2 separate regions of the Mus musculus genome follow, and region 1 is linked to region 2. The links are chromatin contacts, called in public promoter capture Hi-C maps. All regions are on one chromosome and are shown on one strand. The core of a region is the stretch at or near the end of the contact, and the rest is flanking DNA. Distances in the headings are between cores, read along the strand shown.

The links. Promoter capture Hi-C pulls out the DNA fragments that hold promoters and counts their contacts.
Region 1: a contact with region 2 is called in a promoter capture Hi-C map of cranial neural crest. A contact is called at or near these places in 2 of 39 promoter capture datasets (cranial neural crest and liver).

Annotation. Positions count from the first base shown.
Region 1 is chr19:7,605,812-7,608,511 of GRCm38.p6, forward strand. It overlaps Lgals12 (lectin, galactose binding, soluble 12), which reads right to left and starts at 1,382. Exons shown (of 10, transcript NM_001356574.2): 1 at 1,316-1,382; 2 at 851-1,012. The coding sequence starts at 919.
Region 2 is chr19:7,104,312-7,107,011 of GRCm38.p6, forward strand. It overlaps Flrt1 (fibronectin leucine rich transmembrane protein 1), which reads right to left and starts at 1,418. Exons shown (of 2, transcript NM_201411.2): 1 at 776-1,418. All of the region lies in intron 3 of Macrod1 (mono-ADP ribosylhydrolase 1), which reads left to right.

The DNA.
Region 1 (2,700 bases), core at 132-2,631, 500 kb after region 2:
CCTCTTCTGAGTTCTCAGAGTCTTCACTCACAATGCTAGCTTGGCCCTTGGTCCCTCATGTACAGGAGCTGGCTGGCTGTTTTTCCATTAGGATCACTGAATAAGATAATTGGAGCCCTGTCTTTCTCTTCAGCAGGCTCAGCACAGTGGGTGCTCCACAGAGGGTGTGCAGACAAGCTGGAAGGGGAACCTGGGGCAGTGTCACAGGGTCAGCCCTTATAGGTGGCTTGTCAACTCCCAGTGGCAATCAGAGAGCCCAGACCACTCCGAGGAGCCCTCCAGGTGGCGGTCTTAGCTTGCGAAGCAACAGGCTGTGGGGACCTAGGAGGTTTCAGGTGCTTCAGCCCTGTTGCTCAGGCACCTGGGGGGCGGGGGTGGGGGTGGGGGAGGAGCCAGAGGCCAGGATCTCTACATGGCATGGCAGCTTGGCAGGCAGCCCAGTGGCTTCCAGTTCCCAGGCTCTTGGCAGAATGTGTTAATTAACTGCTCTGATGGAGGTCTCTAAGGAGGAGAGAACCAAGCAGGGGAAAGTAATAATTAGTGCTCATTAGTGGTAGTGCCTGCTGGGAGTTTGGCCTTCTGAAAACGTGGCTGGGCTTCAGAAAGTCTCCTGGGCACTGAACAGGGGGAGGGAGAGAGGAATCCACATTCTCCCTGACTAGGAGGGTTTCCCTCAGGCTTGGAGAAGGGGCTGCCCTTAGTCATTAGTGTCCCTCATAGCAATCCACCTCCATTCTTCTAGCCATCTATCCCAGAAGAGGCGTATTGAATAGGCAAGGATCCTGGAAGCCCGACCAATCACTTGCAGGCTGGAATTTAGCTGATTGGTCGTTTTATTACGCTTACTCACCGGGTGGAAGACTGGCGGCTGCAGGATGAAGCTGTCAGGAATCGGGTCCAGGTGTTCGTCAGTTGACATGGGGGAGGGGCAACTTCAACTCAGCCTCTGATCCTGATTCCAGCAACGCGATTCCCCACGGAATGGACTCACTTTTCCCAGCCTCTGCAACAGCTATCCAAGCTGTTAGTCTTACTTGTTCGCTATGGAGTTCTAATGCTTCTTGGAGCCGACCTGGGAGGGGCACTGGCCCACCTCTAGGAACCACATCAACCCCCGCTATGATGGTACAGCAGCAGCTTTGCTGGACTGGACCTGCTAGCAGAAACTCCCGCGCGTCCAGGGGCGGGTAGCTGGCACTCACTCATGGACTTGCTAACTAGCCCATCTGTGTCTGTGTCTGAAGCACTTGGCCACTTCAAAGGGAAGCCTAGGGCCGGCTCATTTCAGCGAGGGCTTTTGTTTCCTGGGGCTCACCTGGGCCTTCAGCGGATAGTAGGAAGGGAAGCTGCTGCTGCTGGTGGTACACGTGTGCAGGTTCCTTAAGAGGCCCCGCCCCCAGGTTCCTGGCTCCTCCCGCATTCATTCCCTGGTTGCTTTCCCCTCTCTTCCCCTTTCCCCCAAGTTGTTCAGTCCCTTGAGGCCATTTCAGCATTAGCTGCAAATGCCAGGGACCAGCTAGGGTCACAAGAAAGTGGAGTGACAAAGGCCAGGCAGAGGAGGGCTCCCTTGGTCTCAGACAAAGCAGCACTGGCTAGAGGGAACACAGCCTCTGCTCTTACATGCTGTGTCCTTCCACAAGTCACTTCTCCTTGAGCCTCCCTTTGTTCATCCCGGTGTCACAAGGGTGACCATGGCTGGGCTTTGTGTTTGAGCCTGGACCCATATTGCTGTTTTAGGAGAGGCCTCTAGGCCTGGCTCAGATTCCAGTTAAAGTTCCTCTTTCAAAATAGCATAACTCCTCAACTTTAGCCTACGTTGGGAGGTTTCCTGATCTAACTATGGGGTCAGACTTGGCAGCAGGGAATTCCTGGTATGTCAGCTACACAGGGTGTTGGTACAGTCGTTCCAGGGATAAGAGCGCCATGTGAGGGGCCTGGCGGAGGGATTGGGCAGGTCTACCTCACCTGATCTCCCCACCTAGAAGTTTGCCAGAAAGGTGAACTGTGGCGTCTCCACCCCGGGACCTACTGGAGAAAGCTCTTTGGGAGTGAAGTCCAGGAAATGGCCTTGCAGGCAATTCTACTGAGCATTAATGAGAAACCCTGACTTGGGTTCTAACTGAAAGCACTTTGGGTGCCAAGCAAGGAGTTTGTTCAGCTGTGGCTGGGTAGGTGTGGCAGGAGAGCTGAAGGTGTTTCTGTGGGAAATCCAATCCTGGGTGTGTTCAGAAAGAGATATGTTCGCCACAGTGGGGAGGAGAAACGGCAGGTGGAGAGACCAGTTGAGCCAGGCTATAGTGCCCTGCACTGTAGTCAGATCTGGGTCCCCAAGGCTAGTGGTGCCCTTCCCCCACCCCACATCAGCCCTGCTGGGAAATGAGGGAGGAGGGTGCACTCATTTACTTGGGTTGTCATAACAAAATACAACAGATTGGGTGGGGTGTAAACAACAGAACTCTATTTTGTCTCTGTTCTAGAAGTTCAAGATCAAAGTGTTGTCTGGGACCTCTGTTGTGGGTTGGCAGCCAGCCTTGTTCTCATACAGTTGTCTCTGCTGGGAGGGTCTTGGACGATTGCAGAATACCTTAAGAATCCATTCCGCAGACCAAGAAAGGGACCTTCTTCACCTGGGAGTCAGTTGACAACATCTGGACACTTGATGGAATAATTAGAGGGTGTGAACATTAGGAGAAAAACTAG
Region 2 (2,700 bases), core at 168-2,667:
CGCACGGCTCTGACGGATGTCCCAGGCCCTGGCGCAGTCATAAATCAGCCCCTCTCCTGGGGCAGAGCATGGGGAAGTGTCATTTTCCATCTTGGTAATGAATTGGGGCTTCCCTGCCCTGCCCAGGGCGCTGAGGGGTTCTGAAGTTGCCAGGATTACTGTTTGCAGAGGTATTGGCCCTCCCCTCTTCACCCTTGGGAGTCTAAGAGGAGCTGGCCTGGCCAGCCACTTGCTGTGTAGCCTTGGAAAACTCACCCCACCACTCTAGACCTGTCTGTCCCCTCCAGCCAACAGAAGGTCCATACAGGGGACCAGTGCAGATGATGCCAGTGTGACCCCTGACTGGGCCCACCCTGGATTTCTCTGGCCACAGCAGGGCAGGTCCAGGTGGAAGGGATCTTGCTAGTTTGAGGGTAACAGGCATCAAGGCTGGTGTCCTCTATCCCCTAAGCTCTTGCCTAACCATCACAAGGCTCACTGTCGTCCCCTCTGTACAGAGCAGGTGGCCAGCAGCCCTGGTAGGGAAAGGAAAGGCCCAGAAGGAGATAACCCTCCCTGCTGTGGCTCATTCCCAAGCGGTCTCCCTTACACCTGACAGAGCCCTGGAGTGGTCCCTACCCCAGCAAGCAGAAGGCTCCTGTTTGGGGGCCTTCAGAGGGCAAGACTCAGTTGTCCCTCTCATATGCCATGTCCCCTCCACGTGGAAGGAAGACTTGTCACCTTTCTTTACAGCACCACCCCTGGTGGCCCTCTCTCCTTTACCCCAAACTCTTACCTCCTCTGCTGCTGCTCCCTGGAGCCACTGGGTCCCACTGGTCACTGCTTCAATGTTCCAGGCCACACTCACATCCTTGGCCCCATGTCACCAGCAGGCTCAAAACCACAGACTACAACCCTGGGGCAGAGGGAGCACAGAGGCACACAGAGACTACAGAAGTCTTATAGTCTTCCTTGTGGCCAGGCCTCAGATATGCCTGCAGGTCCCCCGCTGCATCTTCGGCACCCTAGGCCACAGGCACCGATGGCTTGGCTCTCCGAAGTGAAGGTTGTGTGCTCGGGGTGCACGGGGCACCCCCGGGGACTCCTGAGCCGGGCATGCCCTACAGCCCAGAGCCAGTCCCCGGGGGATGTGGCCTCTCCTTGGCCACCACGTCCACCACAGCTCTTTGTAACTTTAGTCTTTTGTCCACAGGCTGCACCTCTCCCAAAATGTCCCTGCTAGGACTGTTGCCTTCTTTTCTTTACCAAGGTTTTTTTTGTTTTTGGGGTTTTTTTTTTGTTTTTGTTTTTTTTAAATCCCTTTAAGTCACTTGGCAGAATGGCTCAGTGCAGAGAGCGCTCTTGCGTGACAGAGCTGAGAGGGAGCCACTCTCCAAAGACTCAGTATTCCTGCCACTCAGGCTGCATCTGTGTGTGGGGGGGTCTGTTACCCCTCTGAGGAGTTCAGATGTTCACCGCAGGCTGCAGCCGCCTCGCCTCTCCTCACCTCGCCTCGCACTGCTGAGCTGTCAGGCCTGTGTGCTCCGCTTTGGGAAGCCACTTTAGGGGGCAGGGGCTGGTCTGCTTGGCTGCTCCTGTTTGTGGAGAAGCTTCTGAAGTGGGTGAGGCAGAAGGGTCGGTTACTCCTGCTTCAGCCCTGGGGCTCAGCTGTCCTGAGTGGGGCCTTTCTCGCCTACTGCCTGGTTCTTCACCTGCCAAAGAACACAAGTGATCAACCCCAAGAAAACAGAGCCATAGGGACAAGTACCACAGGCATCCATGGCCACAGCCCCATTGCTCTCATCCTTTCTCAGTCTCTGGGTTTTTTTTGTTTTTGTTTTTGCTTTTTGAGACAGGATCTCACTATGTATCCCTGGCTAGCCTGGAATGTAGATCAGGCTAGCTAAACATTCACACAGATCCTCAGGTCTGGTTTTGGTTTGCAGTACTGGAGATCAAAGCCAGGGCTTGGCAGGCGCTTTGCTGCCAAGCCACATCCCAGGATCTGCATCTTGGACAAGTACCACTTCCCTCCAAGCCAGGCAAGGGTCTGAGATTACTGTCCCCACCGCTTGTTACCCTTCCGTGTAACTGCCTGAAAGGATTGGGCAGACAAAAAAATGAAGTTTAGGGACTTGGCAAGATGGCTTAGAGAGTGGGTAAATACACCTAGCACCAAACCTGGAGATCTGAGTTCAGTCCCCAGGAGCCCACATGGTAGAAGAAGAGAACTGACTCTCACAAGATGTCCTCTGACCACACACACAAAATAAACAGATAAGTGTAATAATAATAATATCGTCACTATCATCAACAACCAACAATGAACAATGTTTGGGGAGTACCTGGCCATGCAGAGCCACCACCCAACCCAGAGCAGCCTCCATTTCCCCAGCACGTGCTTCTCTGACTAAATATCATTTGAAGGCTCCAACTGGGCCATCCTGGACTTGGCTTCCAGAACAAGCTCAGCTTTTCTGGCTCACCAAAGGCCAGTGAGGTAGGGTTTCCACTGTCCCTAACCTCTGTCCCTCAGCTGTCTGTCTCCTGTGGGACCAGGCTTTCTACACCCTGCTGCCCTTTCTTCTGTAGAGACCTGGGTGCTGCAGGCTGCCCCTACCAATACAGAACAAAACAATGTTATCCCTTCCTGGTTAGCAGCCAGCCAAAAAGGCCCAACTGTGGTATCTGCATTTCTCTGGAGGCACCCTTGTTTAGACA